3 separate regions of the Danio rerio genome follow, and regions 1 and 3 are each linked to region 2. A link is a contact called in public Hi-C and Micro-C data. All regions are on one chromosome and are shown on one strand. Each heading gives the region's core, a stretch centred on a gene start, on an enhancer-like site or on the middle of the called end of the contact. The rest is flanking DNA. Distances are from core to core; before and after follow the strand shown. Region 1 holds the start of si:dkey-225f5.4. Region 2 holds the start of ppp1r9ba (protein phosphatase 1, regulatory subunit 9Ba). Region 3 holds the start of ube2z (ubiquitin-conjugating enzyme E2Z).

Evidence for each region. Hi-C and Micro-C count contacts between places; a contact is called where the count stands out from the background.
Region 1: a Micro-C map of caudal fin shows a contact between it and region 2, with 3 times the contacts expected there. The contact joins the promoter of si:dkey-225f5.4 here to the promoter of ppp1r9ba in region 2. A contact is called at or near these places in 1 of 18 Hi-C or Micro-C datasets (caudal fin) and 1 of 4 datasets of contacts at active chromatin or transcription factors (embryo).
Region 3: a Hi-C map of embryo shows a contact between it and region 2, with 3 times the contacts expected there. The contact joins the promoter of ube2z here to the promoter of ppp1r9ba in region 2. A contact is called at or near these places in 1 of 18 Hi-C or Micro-C datasets (embryo) and 1 of 4 datasets of contacts at active chromatin or transcription factors (embryo).

What each region holds. Positions count from the first base shown.
Region 1 is chr3:22,251,640-22,254,387 of GRCz12tu, reverse strand. It overlaps si:dkey-225f5.4, which reads left to right and starts at 1,421. Exons shown (of 11, transcript XM_073944376.1): 1 at 1,421-1,643; 2 at 2,307-2,333; 3 at 2,456-2,552. The coding sequence starts at 2,535.
Region 2 is chr3:21,986,415-21,989,114 of GRCz12tu, reverse strand. ppp1r9ba (protein phosphatase 1, regulatory subunit 9Ba) reads right to left here and starts at 1,280. Exons shown (of 12, transcript XR_012400947.1): 1 at 1,154-1,280.
Region 3 is chr3:22,335,416-22,338,160 of GRCz12tu, reverse strand. ube2z (ubiquitin-conjugating enzyme E2Z) reads left to right here and starts at 1,403. Exons shown (of 7, transcript NM_001002330.5): 1 at 1,403-2,129. The coding sequence starts at 1,741.

The DNA of each region.
Region 1 (2,748 bases), core at 172-2,671, 270 kb before region 2:
TTATCATTGATAAAGAATCACTTATTGATTCATTTTGGCTTCAAACTAGTTTATTTTATTTATAGTTGAAGCATAAATTTTTTTCCCCAACAATTAATATTTCAATTTATTTTAAGCAAAATATATAGGGGAGAGTGGGGACAGCTTTTCCTTCAGTTTCTCAGAGACAGTTTTTTGTGGAAACCTAAAATTGTAATATAGTAAACCCAAATTTATTTAACATCCACCCACATTGCTATAATATGTATACAAACACAGCAAAAATGTTGGGTTCCACACAATCGATTTGTGTTGGGGCAACATAAAAAATCAGATTACTTAATATTTTAAGTAGATTTTAAGTAGAATAGTGTTGTTTCAGCTTATTTTAAATAAGTCGTTTGAACAAACAACAAATGTCATTTTATTTGAGTGTATGAAAAATGTACAGAATTTAAACTCAAACAAAGTCAAATGTTGCAACTGACACCGAGCAGAGAGATTTGAAACAGTCATTAAAATGTAATGATATTACATTTTCTAAAATATCAGGCTGAAGTTTATTTTTTTATTTTTTTTTGGTAAACAGACTATTTGTAAATTGGTTAAATTGTTAAATGTGTTAAATACAGAAGATTAAAATAACAAGCAACAGTCAACTATCAGACCTAAAAAAACTGAACAAAATCTAGACTAAATCTTTACTAAACTTTTTTCCCTCCAAATTAAATTACATTGAAACGGTGGTACATTGGTAATATGACGAGCTAAAATCAATTTTGTGATTGGGAACAGTTGCAACAGCAACTCTGTCACCATAATTAAACTGTCTGTGCTAGGGAGGCACAATAGCTTGCATGATAGCTATACCTATTTAAAGCTAAGAAAAACAGTGATGTAAATTATATAAACGAATAATGTTTTACAAAAACAGATTAGACAGCATGAGAAACTTTTTTCTTACTTTTTTTCTTTTTAGTAAAGATGAATTTTATACTGAAGGAATTCACATACAGTATGGCTGATGAAAATTTCTCCAGATTGAAGGAGGGTCCAGCAGAATATGTAGTATGAATATCATCACTTGCTCATTCCTGAAGAGAGAATAAAGTCTTTTTGCGACCGTCCCCACTCTCCCCTGTTTATAGTTTTCAGCGTTACATTCCGTCTGTAAACTATGTAAAATGTTATTAAGGCGCGTGTGGTCATTATTTAAAAAAAAGCACAATTAATACAAGAGATTTCTCTGACCCGCGAATGGTGTTTAATACGGTAAGAAATGAATTACAAAATAAAGGTGGGAGATGAGATTTGCAGGTAAAAGTAACGAAACGTTATGGACGTTATGGTACATTACACTGTAAACAATTTTGTACTTTTAGGTCGTAGTTACTGATCAGTGGTCGTAGTACAAGTAGGCGAATTGAGACGCAGCCTGTTTGTGACGTATGCCTCAGAGTTCCGACCAATCAGTGCTTGGCGTGTGAGTTTCAAAACAGAAATGGCGACGGAGAGAGTCGAAGCGTGAGTATTCTGTAACAAATTGTAAAGAAATCTGCATTTCTGGAAATAATCAAGTATCAGATATACAGTTGAAGTGCTCAAATCGTTTAACCATGCACAGATGCTATAAACATCAATGTAATTTGTCTTGTGTGTAAAAGGTACAAAGGGATGAAAGGAGGCAATCGTACAAAGTGACCATTATGAATTCCTCTTAAATATCATTAGCAAATTCGTTCTTTCGGTGATTTTTGACCACTTTTGGTCAAATAAAAGTGTCTTAATAACATTAATTTAACCTCTGTTGCAATATTGACCATTTAGTGTTGTTACATTTAATCCTCTCCTTCTCGTCTGTCATAACACTCATAAGTCTGTCATAACACTCATAACTGTGTGAAAGCAACTTAATCCGTCGCTATTTGAAACTATACAGTTGTAGACTTTTACAAGGTCATTTTATTTAAACTGTTCTGACTTTTCATCTTCAGTTGTTATATTTTGTAGACTTGAAAGTCATAATGGTATGCATGTGAGTTTGACACCCTTAAATGTATGAAGTTCAGTCGACTGTAGCTAACAGTTTGTTGTATGTTCTTATTCATATGAAGTTTGAAATTGCTTAAAAATCTAAATTCAAAGTCTGTATACGATCTGAAAGAAGCAGTTTGCCCTAAAATGAAAATTCTGTTATTATTTACTCATCCTCCACTTGTTCTAAACCAGTTTGACTTTTTCCCCTTCTGTTTAAGACTATAATGCATTGACTTAGACTTTTCTGTTCCTACTATGTCAATGGCTAATTTGTTTGTAACATTCTTCAGAATATCTTTACATGGAACGACTTCATTGTGAGTAATAAACTGTTAGGATATTTTAATGTTGATGAACTATCCCTGTAACATTCAGTGTCTAATTTTTATTAGCATTTTTAAGGGTCTTAATAAGTGTAATTAATATTTTTCAATTTCAGACTGCTGGAAAGGACTGACTTGTCTTCCTCCAAATCATGCAACACAACCGAGTTGCAGGAAACAGGAGAAGGAGAGATTATGGTTCCATATCTGATGGTAAATAAGAGTCTTCTAATATGTAACTTAAACCTCCTACTATGGAACAATAATATGAGTTTCCTTTTTTGTTTTCTTTTGCATGTCATTATTTAAATTTTAGTTGAATTTAAATTGATGTCTAATACTCAATTATCACAGTTTTATCTTTATAGCAGTCAAGATTTAACTAATGAATGTTTGATGTTTTAAAATT
Region 2 (2,700 bases), core at 31-2,530:
CATCATCTTCCTTAAGAATTCCGCCAGTAGTTTCCGAAAGCTTTGAAAATATAAAGCATTAAACATTACATAACTCAAACAAGTCTTCTATCATACGTATCTCCTTAAAATATAAAATTATTATTATGGCCAGCTGTATTTATCGATCAAAATAAACTTTCTAACAATTCAAGAAATGTAATAATATTCTCTTTATTCCAGACACTATGGTGCAATAGTAAAAAAAAAGACAGGCAAAACAATACAAACTACAAAAAAAAGACAGTTAGGCCAATATTTCATTAAAGGTGACTGATAACTAGGCCCACACGGAATCTGCACATGCAGAAATCTGAATGAATAAAATAGCCAAACACCAAAATACTGAATAATTGTTTTGGGCAGCTGTAATTGATACATTTTAAAGGGACTAACTTTTTTTATTTTTAGAAATCTAAACAATCTGATTAACTTTCAGTGTATCAATTCCATCTGAAACAAACAAACAAAAAAATACAACAGATGTTACTAGGAAAAAAAGCTAGACGTTTGTATCATATACCTCAAAGACCAATAAAGTATCTAAAATGTCAAGAGAAATACTTTTGTACATTTAGGGTATCATTTTTGTTCTTTTAGGTACAAATGTGTAATGCCCCAGTGACAGCTTTACCTTTGGTAACTCTTTATTTTGATGATCCACTGAGTATCAGTAAGTTAGACTGTCTGCTTAATATCTGTTGATACTGTACCTTCAAATGACATTTAACTGACTAATTGATTAAGGTGACATCTGATTAAGGTGTGACCTTACCTTTAGAGTAAATATTTGGTAGGACACCTAGTTGCCTCTCAGTATGTAGTGGTTTCTGGGTATTAAATAATAAACTTCTTCAGATTTACATCAAAATATGTCTGGTAATTCTCAACATTGTTAGTCTGGTCGCCAGATTTCCTTCAGTAGTATCTTGTTTTGTTTCTGTTTTCTCCCCATATTTTGCCCAGCACAAACATCCGAACGATTGTTTGCTGAGCTCCACCTTAAAACGGTAACGTTACCTCAGCCACTCCTCCCAGCCTTTGCATTCAAAGTTTTCATTCTAAACGCGGTTTATTGTCTCGTCCTAAAGAAGCCAATTCTCTATTTGATAAATAAAACAACAAACCCGGGTACCCAGACAGCAGGACGTAGTATTCAGTTTGAACTGAAGATGATTCAGTTTGATTCAGAAATGAACCAGATGTCACTAAAAGCTACAGGTATGCACACGGACTTTTAATTTCAGCCAGCCAGTCTCAGCGCTTCCGGTGAACAGTCTTTCCATTATGAAATTGACACGTTTAAGGTCTGATTTCTCCACTGCCTGATAGATATACTATAAAAAGTGGTTTTAGACCAGACAAGCATTGCATTCAATTCCATTCCGCCCTGCCATGTCTTTAAAACATGTTTATTTTACCCTAGTATTTTCAAAGGAGTTTCTGCTCTCGCCTGCTGATCCTGGCAGTGATAGCGGTCTTTTATCTAATTTTACACTGGAACTAAATTAATTCTTACGTCTATTAACTGGATGTATTGTAAGTACATTACAACATCAATGTTTTAAAAGGAACCTTATGGGTTTGAATATAGCTTACACCGAAAGATTATTATTGGTAAAAACACTAGCTGTGCATATACCCCATTAACCTGATGCCATTTTATGTGCTGATACGTGTAGTCTCAATATAGTTACCCATTAAAATTAGGAGTTTAAATATTTATACATACTTGATTAAATACGTACATATTCTAGTTTAATTTTTCAGTTAAGCACTTTAGTTGTAATTTTAAAATTGTAACTTGTATGAACCAGTAGAGGTCGTGAGGAGCCAGAGTTGTTAAGTGCACCCGTCCAGAACCTATCCTCAGTGGTAGCTTTTTAAAGCCCAAAAGCTGTCCAAAACCCGCCCAAATGCACAAAAAACGCCCAAAATATTAGATTAATATTTTATTTTAATTTATTTAAAATCAGAGTAGTTACTTTAACTGTTATAATTTGTTTAACCATACTGCAACCAACACCAGCAGTCACAAAACCACAACATAACAAGATCACATAGAAACACTGCCCCCTCTCACCCACACACTGGACTTTTTGTGTAGATTACACTACCTTATAGAGTATGTTTTACTTTCGAAATGTGGTATTAATCCATCCCATGGCGTTTTAAATTCCTTTTAACAAAATTAGGTGCTGCTTGTTAATCAGACAATACATCTATGTTTGTTCTAAACAAGCTTGCTGTCAATTACGAAAAAAAAGATCAATAAAAGTGTCATAAACTTGTGAGTTTAACTGCAGGCGCTGCGTGATGCACGTGTACACAAAAGGGAGTCAGATTTGTCGAGTCTGATTTTGATACAACTTTCCTTCACTTCCATTTGCGAATGGGCCAACGCGGTTTGTGCTATGCTCTAGTCACTACTAACTGAATGTAGTAGGAACGCATAAATATGTGTTGTTTAATAAGTTGCATACTGTATATACGTCAGCGACAGTGGTGTAGTGGTTAGTGCGTCGGCACTCCGGTGCTCACGGCGACCCGAGTTCGATTCAGCCTCGTGGTCCTATGCCGATCCTTCCCCTCTCTCTGCTCCCCATGCTTTCCTGTCAATTCTCTTTACTTTCCTATCCAATCAAGGGGAAAACCCAGAAAAAAAATAGTTATAAAAATAGT
Region 3 (2,745 bases), core at 154-2,653, 350 kb before region 2:
TTGAGTTTTCACCGAAAGCTGAATTCACCTTAAGTTGTTTCTAACCTTAAAAGGGATGGTTCACCCAAAATTGAATATTTACTCACCTGCCCCTCATGTGGTTTCACCCTCAGGTCACTCTAGCTGCATGTGATTTTTCATTCAGTCCAATTCATTTGGAAAAATTCCACATTTGCCTCACTTGTACATTCGTCCCACCGCCTACACCATTCCGGGAAAGTGTCTGCTGAACGCTCAATCTATATTCAACAAATATATAATACAAACTTTAATATTTTTGACAGTTAATGTTGTAATAAAAATGAATCAATCACTGCAGGAGACCTTTATTAACCAGCTGTTGATTAGCTCACAAATCTATTCATAGAGTTGTGAGCACTGTATTGTGGATGGATGAACTGTATTGGACTTGTTTTGGATCCTAGATACAAAACAGTCATTATCTGCCATTGTACAGCTTGAAACTGTCAGAAGCTATATTTTTATATCTTCAAATTGGCTAAAAGAAGAAAGTCACACAGATGCTATGGGGTGAGTAAATAAAGGGCTGATTTTCTTTTTAATGTGAATAAGGGTTTTTCATCTGTTGAACATGATGGAAAATGATTTCAGGCCTGTAACTGGCCTATTGAATAGAGTGTTTTTTTTATTATTATTTCTGAATAAGTGGACTTTTTTGCAAGTATTCTTCTCGATTTTCTATTTAATTATGCGTTTTACTGGCATTTTAAGAACTAATCTTTGATCAGCTTTCCGGATGGTGATCGTAACCGTTGTTAAAGTGCTTACCATAGTAGGCTATTTTACTAAGAAGCTTTTATTTTCAAATTTATAAACCTGTAAGTTAATTAAGATTTATAAATATTGTTATGAGATTAACATTTAAAAAAAATAAAAAGAAATATGGAAAAAGTTGTTAATAATTTATTATTATCCATAATTTAAAAAAAATATATATAGGAATCTAGTAAAACTTGTTTAAAAATAAAAACTATATGGTCAAATAAAAAATGGCCAGCTCATTAAACTGTCCTTAGTCAGAATTTGGCCACTTAATCAAAATTATAATTAAAAGTTAAATGTGTCTAAAAGCCGCCGCCTTTCTGTACTTTCTACAATTTATGATGGCGTAGTAGTCAAAAATATGATGTTGCCATGGTAACAGAAATAACAACGTAATCTGAGACTAATAAAAACTTTGGATAGTTTCCGTAAACTGATATAGATGAAACGCTTGCAAATGTACGCGTCTCGTGCTAACTTTTACTAATAAATTAACCAATAACTATTATAAGGCGTGTCTTACGCCTGACATCGTGTGTATGTCGCATGTTAAATAAATACATTATAATTCTTCACAGGAGTGCACCACTAGACGACGCTGTTTCCACCCAAACGAGGAGGAAGTGAAGAGAAATGAAACAACATTTATAAACAGGCCTGGCCGAGCGAGGAGAAACTACGTTTACGGGCGTTTAGACACTGTTACTCATTGATGTGAACGTTGAATGCTTCGCCGAACACTGCTAATTCGTATAAAACGTTAAACTTAGTTCCTCCTTTGAGATAGGTCGTTATAATAGTTGAGGTCGGAAGAGGGAAACGGGAGAATATGTAGGAGTTATTTCTCGTCCTGCCCTCCTCCACTTGCTTCCGAGCGAGGAGAAACAGAAACTGCAAAGGAAACTGATTGAACTGACAGCTGGTCAAACAGTTTGCGGCTCTTCGGTCTCATCGGCGATGGCGGACAGCGTTACGGAGGAGGCCAACGGTTCCGTGGGGGCGGCGCAGGGCCACGGAGCGCAGTTGTCCGCGAGTTTGGGTAATTCTATACCGGGGCATTCATCAGCCTCACCGCCTCCGGCAGACACCGGCCTGGCTGTGGTCGAGCCCGGGATGGCGCATACCATCACTCCGGCCGTGGAGAGCGGGCTCGGTGTGCTCACCCATGCGGTCAGTTCCACAGTCCCCGTGGCCGTTCTTCCATCCCTGCCGCCCGGTATCGGTTCTGGAGTCCCGGCCGGAGCGGGCCTCCTGTCTCAAATTCACGCCACCTCCTGGGATCCCACGTTAAGCACCGACTGGGACAACGAAAAGGCGTCTCAGCAGTGTATTCTCCGAATAAAAAGGTAACGATAGACTGTCTTGAAGTGTCAGAGTTTGTTTAGGGAAATTTAAGAGAAGTTTTATGTCAGCCTCTTTGCGATTGAAAAGTAAATATTAATGCTGAATGAACTTAATCGATTCAATTTGTAGCTGTCATTTTGTGCTGCTGGCATGGAAATAGTGGACCAAAGCAATAACACATTGTTAAACATTTTTAGATTTTTTATTTTGATGGAACGTTTACTTAATAAAATTTTATTTCAATCCTAAATATACATGTCTTGGTTAAGCCTTTAATAAAATGTTGAGGAATTTAGGTCAAATTAATAAATAGTGATAACCTTAAAATGAAATCATTCAAAAATTTATTGTTATTATACGAAGTTGTTTTTCATTCTAGTTGGGTGTTCTCTGCAAGTCAAAATGTGTGAGGGCTTAATCTTTTATTGTATTGATGCTTTAAAAGCTAAAGTTGTACATTTAATTAAGCAATGTTATTTTCAATAAACCATATGCTTTGGAACTTTCAATTCATCAAACACCATTCTCTGCTGTTGGATAAGGAGATATTTAGGCTTTGAGCGTCCAGAACACAGCTATATAAATGTGAGAAATTATTATTAATTATATATTTCCATC